2 separate regions of the Sus scrofa genome follow, and region 2 is linked to region 1. A link is a contact called in public Hi-C data. All regions are on one chromosome and are shown on one strand. Each heading gives the region's core, a stretch centred on a gene start, on an enhancer-like site or on the middle of the called end of the contact. The rest is flanking DNA. Distances are from core to core; before and after follow the strand shown.

Evidence for each region. A called contact is a pair of places that touch in the nucleus more often than the background predicts.
Region 2: a contact with region 1 is called in a Hi-C map of fetal skeletal muscle, with 2.8 times the contacts expected there. The contact joins two enhancer-like sites. A contact is called at or near these places in 2 of 47 Hi-C or Micro-C datasets (embryonic fibroblasts and fetal skeletal muscle) and 1 of 2 datasets of contacts at active chromatin or transcription factors (skeletal muscle).

Annotation. Positions count from the first base shown.
Region 1 is chr7:98,852,758-98,857,118 of Sscrofa11.1, reverse strand. The region is part of intron 7 of TTLL5 (tubulin polyglutamylase TTLL5); the gene reads right to left. Among named protein-coding and RNA genes, the nearest start is that of TTLL5, 33 kb to the right of the region's middle. Within about 2 kb of position 1,433, at least 23 of the 83 cell types and tissues checked have an H3K27ac peak or open chromatin away from gene starts, as enhancers often do. A contact at or near this core is called in fetal skeletal muscle, where this site is marked.
Region 2 is chr7:99,256,378-99,260,411 of Sscrofa11.1, reverse strand. No RefSeq gene overlaps it. Among named protein-coding and RNA genes, the nearest start is that of GPATCH2L, 67 kb to the left of the region's middle. Within about 2 kb of position 1,406, at least 28 of the 83 cell types and tissues checked have an H3K27ac peak or open chromatin away from gene starts, as enhancers often do. A contact at or near this core is called in fetal skeletal muscle, where this site is marked.

The DNA.
Region 1 (4,361 bases), core at 184-2,683:
GTTTCACTACTTAACAGCATTCACCACGAAATGCCACATGCCACTCTGCTCAGAGCAGTGCACTGAGTTATAATGAAGATACCTAAGAATTAGGAGATGATCAGAGTTTCCTGGTGGCCTAGTGGTTACGGATCTAGCATTGTCAATGCTGTGGGGTAAGTTCGATCCTTGGCCTGGGAACTTTCACATGCCACAGCCAAAAAAAAAGGAGTTAGGAGGTGATCTCTACTCCTCAAAAAGTTTTAAAGAGTAGTAGCAGCACCTGGCACACAGCAGGGACTCCCTAAATATTTGTTGAACAGTGAGAAAAACGGGAGAGCACCTAAGATAACATACAAACAAACAGAAAAAAGAGAGCTGTACAGAAACATATTTGCAAATACAGGCGTGAATAGAGTGACCCAAATACTCTCTTCAAAATCTCAGAGAAAATACTAGTATTGTATCAACCATGGATAATGTGTGAGACAAGGATGACTAAATTTGACCCCCATAATCAAATTCATACCTTAATCAGAAAACATCAGATCTTTTCCCTCCTTGATTTGAATATTCTAAATTGGGAAAATATGGCATTTAGTCACGGTTACTGAAGGAGTTAGAGCAAACCTAGCTCTGTTCCCCCTGCGGTATTTCCACAGTTAAAGAGCACATCACTAAGAGACCACGTTTGCCAATCAGCCGTGATGCTTTCATCGGTAGGAGCTCACACTTCTCTCCTCAGTATTACATAAAAACAATGCTTTTTCTGTCCTTCATCTTATCCCTGTAATGGTATTTGCGGCTATTTTCCAAAAGGTTATGACTATTACGGGGAATTTTTAATAAGAGGCCCTCTCGTTCCTCTACAGGGGAAAGACAGGGAAAAGATGTTTTTATTTGGCCCCCACACCTATCTCTGCCCCCACCCCCACCTCCCTCATGCATGCACATGCGTTCAGCTCAGAGACCCTCCATCTGAGCACTCCCTCTCCCTCCTCCTGAATCTAAAAGGAAAGCAGGCAGCAGCCTTGGAAAGAGTTACTTCATCCAGTTGGCTGATGGGTCACATATTCCATGGGAAAGGATCCAGGTATGGAAAAGAGGGGATGGTTAGGCCTTGTGTGTAAGGAGAGAGAGAAGCGTATTAACTCCATGGTTTGTAGGTCTGGGTAAAAGGTGATAAAATTCCAGACTCGGAGAGAAATGGGAGGATTTTCCCATTATGTCCACATGTTGCCAGCTCCCCTGGTGCTTACTGGCATCTTCCCAGGCTTCTGTCTGGCACCTCCACCAAAGACCTCAAAGAATCAGACTCATTCCAAAGCTTCGCTGAGGGGGAGGGGGCAGGCAAAGGGTCCTGCCAAGTACTTTGATCTATGCAGGGGGTCTCCAGGGAGGCAGCCGGGGAGAGATGGGAGGGAGCAGCAGAGCCTGCCAAACACATTCTCTAAAGACGTGTCACCCCCTTTATGAGATGCGGCATCCAGGGAAGAGTTAGGGCACAGGGTTCTCAGCCCCACCAAGGGAGGTCTAACTTCTCTATTCTTTATGATGTTGGTTTTAAAATAACAAATCACCAGGGCAAAAGAGCATTCTGAGAGAAAAAAGTCCCACATGAGCTGGGAATAGATCCTATTCTTTTTGACTCATGTCTAAGAAAATAAAAAGCAAGCTTGTACCACAGTTGACTTTCAACAGCAATTCCACTTGGCAGCGAAAACCCAAACCCAAACGAATGCCGTCTATGAGACTCAAACAACACTGGAGCTCCTGGCATGGAGCTAAAGGAAAAGCTGCTGGAAGGGAGACTTCACGCCAAGGTCAGAGCAGAGACAAGAAAAGAGAGACCCAAGGCACATGACCAGGGCCTTCTGTCACAAGAGACCCAGAGTGAAGGCCTCCAGGGTGACCCAGGGCCAGGTAACAGGGCCTGGGGCTACAACAGTTACTGTACCAGAAGCAGATCCTATATTTCTTCAGCAGGAAAGGTCTGGCCATCGGTGTTTACTGCACAGTTTTTAGTCCAGACTGAATTTAAGGATTTTCCACTGTGAAAGACCCCTCAGAAAGTCAGTTTCTGCACACATAGGAAACAGCTCAGACCGTGTGAAAAGAAAGAGAATTGGGGCATTTAAGACGGCGTTCCGACCACCCACATGACATATCCACCTCCCCCTGTTCCCTTCCTGGGTCCCGCTGGAAGGACAGAGAAGATATTTTTAAAAGAATGAAATGATAACAATGCTAGAAAACAGTCAGGAGCCAACAAAAGCCCAAAGGCTTAAGGAAATCCTCAAAGACAGAAAGAGATGGGAACAGGTTGAGAAAACAGAGCGGAGGAAGTCCCGGCCCCAAACCTCAGAGGTGAGAGGGACTTTCCCTCAGAGGGTGACTCTGAGAAATTCCAAGCTGGCAGTGAACAAACCTGAGGGGCGGGAGTGAGCTGAGGGACAGGAATCGGATAATTAATTAACAACCAGCACTTAAAACAGTGCGGCCAGTGCACCTTCTCCAACAACCAAAGCTCTGCCCTCAGGATAAAACCTGCCCTGACCCTTGGGAGGACATCCTGTGTGGGCGCAGGGAGGGGAGAGAGGAGCGGAACTTGAGGCCACTGTATCCCTTCAGCAGATACAAAGCGGGAGAGGAGAGGCAGCTCTGCCCCAAAGGGCACTCGCCAATAGCACAGTAAGGCCTGCCTTGTTTGGGCAAAGGGGCGGGGGCCATGCTCCTTGCCCACGTCCACCTGAGGTGGGGCCTGACCATCAACAACACGCTCCACCCTTGCACAAAGCCCAGTCAGTTCTGATCCAGGGAGAAGTAATCAGGGCATCAGTCCTACACAACAGTATGGGAAACCCGGGCCAGCTGGCAACTTCCATCAGTCTAGCCTTTTGTTCATAAGTGTGACTCACACCGAAAGTCAGTGAAACCGAGAAAACTCAACAGCAGGAAAAAAAGACAATCCCAAGAAAATTCACACAAAAGAAGAGAACTTTAAAAAACTTGCAATTCCTACCCTCAGAAAGACCAGCTAGCAAACTAGCTGCTATCCCCCCTAAAAAAAAAAAGGCAAATCGGAAAATGAGAGTCTCTGTAAATTATGGTGGAATGAATGATAAAATCAATAGAGCTCAAAGTGGGGGTCAAGAAGATACAGATGGGGAAAGATGGAAATTGAACATGAGAGAAAAGTTTTCATAAAGACCTAGAATGTCTCAAAAAGGAGTTCCAGAAGCAAAGAAAAAAAAATGAATGATTTTCCCTGAACTGAGAAAACAAAACACCAGTTTCACAGTTCCCATTTGGCTCAGCAGGTTAAGGACTTGATGTTGTCTCTGTGAGGATGTGGGTTTGATCCCTGGCCTCACTCAGCAGCTTAATGATCCGGTGCTGCCGCAACTACAGTGCAGGTCATAAATGGGTCTCAGATCTGGTGATGCTGTGGCTGTGGTGTAGGCCAGCAACTACAGCTCTGATTCCCTAGCCTGGGAACTTCCACATGCCACAGGCAGGGCCATAAAAGGAAATAAAGAACAAAACAAAAACCACTAGTTCCCAGGTTCAAAGGGCTGACTGAATCCAGGAGGAAGAATGAAAAAACAAAACAAAAAAAAAACCCAGACCGAAATATTGGTTAAATTTCAGAATTCCCATCTATAAAGCTTCTATTGAGTTTAAATTTTTTTATTCAACTTATAGATAAATAAAGCAGAGAAACTCAAGCATAGCCATAGCTGTTGAAGAGAATGTAAGTATGACAAACCTTTAAAATATAAAAATAATAAAAAGCAATCAAACTTAGAGACGGAATGTGGGAGGGAGGGTAGGAGGTGATATGAGTGCAGTAAATATCAAACTGAGAATTAAGAAACAAAACGTAAGGTTGAAAAAAGAAGAAACATAAATCAACTAATTATATTAGGTTACTAACTACAACTGTAAATGAAGCCAATAAGACCAGAGTTGGGATTTTACTTTATTTACTCTTATAGGTGTTCAACTAAAAAACAACTTTTAACAAGAATTTTTACAAAGAATCAAGATACTGATGACTTTTGAAAAAAGAAGATGAGGAGGAAGGGGGGGTAAGGGAGCGGGGCAGGAGCAGCAAGGATGCCATACTAAATTAAGGTTAATTTGATGACCTGGAGAGCAGGAACCCACAGTTCTGCTCACAATAGGAACTAAACCTTGTGCTACCAGTTAATGTTTAGTGCTGAGGAATCAAGAAGACAGAATGCTAAAAGCAGAAAAACCCTCTCTTTTCTGCTGGTACCAAAGGTGCCCTCCCCTCAAATTCGATCAAGTGACGACTTAGCCAGGGACTAACTGTTGGCATGGGAGAAGGTAACTGCCAGTAAGGTGAACAGCAGACT
Region 2 (4,034 bases), core at 157-2,656, 400 kb before region 1:
GATCTCCAAGTTTCCTAAGAGAAGCTGGAAATCTGAGTTTAATGTGAAACCTTTCCATTTTAAATGCTGATAATTAACCAAACAGTTAAAAAAAAAATCATGTGTCAACGAAATCAAACACATCCTGTGGGTCCACGTCAGCCTCTGAGCTTCCAGCTCATGACCTTGGGACAGATGCCCCTGTGGGTCCTGTCAGTGCCGAATGCCCAAGACTGGCCATCGGGGGGAACACTGCCTGTCCGCCCAGTGTGATCGGAACTAATCTTCCTTGAGTGCTTGCTTTATGCTGGACGCTTGAGACATAGTATGTGGTTTAATCATCACGATAACACCTTGATGAAGACAGGACGTGTTTTCTACCTCACTCTATAAATGAGAAAACGGAGGCACAAGGAAGTATAGGAACCTGCCTGAGGTCCTGCAGCTGCGATGTGCCAGTGCAGGGACTTGCACCTGGCATCATCCGCATTTTTAGCCTCCCTGCCCTCCTCCCTCTGAGTTGACCTCTGACTCCAGAGGGACACTTTAATACCGAGCAGCCCAAATAGTAACCACGGAGATTCTGGGACTGGTACTTTGGAGGGCGCCCCACCCCTGAGTGTTTTTTCCATCGAGGACTGTGGCTCCCTTGGCCCTCCCCCTCCCAGTGCCATCCCGTGGTGTGTCGCCTCCGGTCTGTGTGGCTGGCGGGTCGAATCTACTGCAGCTGGAGATCTGGAAGAGATGGGACCCACTCTGGTCTTTGCCCAGCCCCTTCACAGCAGGGGCTTTCTTGTGGAAAGCACTCCCTCTCCCCAGGCAGTGGTTTGCTGCAGCTGCAGCAGATGCTACAGGGCGAGCTGGCCAGCCATCGTTCTGTGGGAGCTAAGAGCCTCGGCAGCCCGGGAATTCTGGGCTAATGCTCAGCCCTGGCATGGTCCCCTCTCTCGCTGACCCCTCTGGTCCAGGTCACCGTGACAGATGCTGGGAACATATGCCGGGAATTAATTCGCTCCGCCTCAGCCACAAGAGGGGCAGCCTCTTCCTCCGGCTGCTTCTGACACCCTTACTTTCTGATTGCTGCCTCACCAAAGGGAAAGTCGGGCTTTTCCCCTCCCCTGCTCCTAACCCCCCTTCACTGGGCTTTCTCACCATTATGCTAAGCCCGCTGCCAAAGGTATTTGATTCCTAGAGACCCTTCTCCTCCCGTATCTCAAGCAGGACCTGAGGTCAAGGAGCCCACTTGACCTTCCCAGCTTTTTATCTCCGGAGAGATTCTGTCCCAACTCTGCTAGAACAGATGAGTGGATTTTTGTTTCTTTCCTTTTCTTAAGCGAGGTCTGTCTCTCTCTTCCAGGAGCCAGACTCTCCCAACCCTTCCGGTCTGTCTTTACACGGAACTCAAGTCACTCCTCCTGCAGCTGCATTTCTGGATCAACGAGCAGCTGGACTTTGGGCGCCTGCGGGTATGATTTTCTCACTTTCATTCTTTTGTCTAAGGATGGACGGGCAGACTTTTTCTGTAAAGGGCCAGAGAGCAAATAAAATTCAGGCTTTGCAGACCATATGCCACATGGTCTCTGCCACAGCTCAGTTCTGCTACTGTAGCCCCAAAGCAGTCACAGACGATATGCAAATTCAGGAGCATGGCCATGTTCCAGTAAAACAAGAACGGGTGGCTGGCTGCACTTGGTCCACAGGCTGCAGTAGGCTGATCCCTGCTCTATGCAAACCAGCCCAGCTCTGAATTTCTTGTGGGCAAACGAAGCTCCCTCGCTCTCTCCCTTCATCTGTACTTTGGGTCCCCCCACTCATCCAGAAAGACTCTGTGTTTCTCAGAATCAATGCTTTGAGAACACAGAGGAATCCTGTCTATTTCTCTACTAGCTTAGGAGCTCCTCGGGGTCAGGACTATGTCTTATTTGACTTTGAACTCCTGGAATAAGCAAGAGCCTTGCTGGAAACTCAAACAACACCCAGTCTTATCCTGAAGAAGCTTTCAGGCTGGTGGGGAGAGCAGACAGCTGAGCTCTGTGTTCTCAACAGAGATAAGCTCAATGACAGGAAGAAGGCAAGAGGGAGGAATCAGGAGAAGGTGCCTCTGATAAATTTAACAGTGACCTTTGAAAAATATACAGAAAGGAGACAGGAAAAAAAAAATCTTAATTTTTACTGAATTAATCCAGATACCCTAAAGCACTGAAAAAACAAACACACAAATAAATAAAACGGATGCCCTGGAAAACAGTTGGGCAGTTTCTTAAAAGTTAAACAGAAATATACCATCTGACCCAGCAATTTCACTCCTAGGAATCCACCTTAGAGAAATGAAAACGTCTGTCTGCACAAAGACATAGACATAAATGTCCACAGGGACTTTATTCATAACGGCCGGAACTGGAAACAACTCAAATGTCCATCAACTGATGAATAGTTAAAATGTGGCCTGTGTCCACACAACAGAAAAATAGTCAGCAACCCAAAAAGAACGAACCACTGGCCCACGCTACGGCATGGGTAGACCTGAAAAAGATGCTGAGTGAAAGCAGCCAGGTTCCAAAGACCACATGTTATATGAGTCCATCTACATGAAATGTTCAGAAAGGACCAATTGAGAGTCAGCAAGCAGATCAGTCAGTGGTTGCCTGGGGCTGGGAACAGGCGTGGGGGTTAAGTGTAACTGGACACAAGGGAACCTTGTAGGATGATGAAAATGTTCTGGAAACAGAATTATGGCGCTGGCTGCCTAACTCCCTAAATTTACTAACATCACCGAATTGCATACTTTCAGGGGGTAAATTTTAAGGCATGCAAATTATGCTTCAATAAAGTTGTTATCCAAACAAAACCAAAAAACCCTTATGCCAAACCATTCTTTATCCACGGCGGAGAGATGACGCGGAAGGGGAAACAGAGGTGGGAGCCCCTCGTGAGACGCAGGTGTTTGTCGTTGCAATAAAATATCCAATGTGACTTTCCCCAGGTTCCCTCTTCCATCCTGTCCTGTTCCAACATCTAAAAGCAGTCCGCTTTTACTGGGCATCAGAGTACTGCTCGGATCCCCATTTTATAGATGAGAAAACAGGGTCAGAAGAGGAAAGGCGCTTGCTCAAGGGGACGGTGTGGCAGAGCTGGGACTGGACCCAGGCCTGCCTGATTCCAGAATCGGTGTTATTTGCTGTTGCTCTCTCCCCACTCCGCCCACGCCACCCCCTCCCCCCGACTCTTTGGCCCTGGGGAGAAAAGCGCAGCACTGCTTGGCCAAGCAGAGCAAGTAGCAAATACTACTTTTCCTTCAGGCCTCCAGCACCAGTGCTCCCAGGAGCCTCACCACCAAGGTCTTGATTTATGTGGGTAGCGCATGGTGGTCCAGCAAGGCTGGACGGGGGCATCGGTTTCTGTCTGGGGTATGTGGCTTCAAAAGCCTGTCTGGGGGTGGCCTGGAGTTCAGCAAAGATGAGCCAATGGGCAGAGATGACCTCGGGTTCAGCCACAAGCCTGTCCCGGTGAATTTCTCGCTCGAGCTTCTCATCAGAGCCACAAGTTTCCAGGGAGCGTTCCATGCAAAGGCCACTCGGGGCCACCATCTGCCCTGCGCTCCCTGCAGCAGAAGAGCTCATGGCTCGGCACACTCTCAAGGTGAGGCATGAAAGGGCCGTGGGGCCATGTGAGCAAAGTTTTCCAAAGGCTGCCTGGCGGGTCCACAGAGCCTGAGGGTGCTCATGTCCCTGGAGGGCCCGAACCCCAGCCACACAGAGGCCTTTTCTGCGGTCAGCCCAGGCCTGGGCCCAGCAAGACAGATCGGCCCTTCTCCCCATTCCCGCCCCGCTCCCAACTTCCAGACCGGCTGCTGCTACTCACAGAAGTCAGGCCTGCCCCCTCCTGGCTTTTGCAAATACTGTTCTCCCTCCTTCCTTCACCTTCTTCGGGTCTTTGCTCAAATGTCACCTTCTCAGTGAGGCCTCCCCTCACCACGCCATTTAACTCTGCAACCTGTGACCCCAATGCTCCCTTCGCCGTTCCTGCTGAATCCTTCTCTGTAAGACCCACCACCA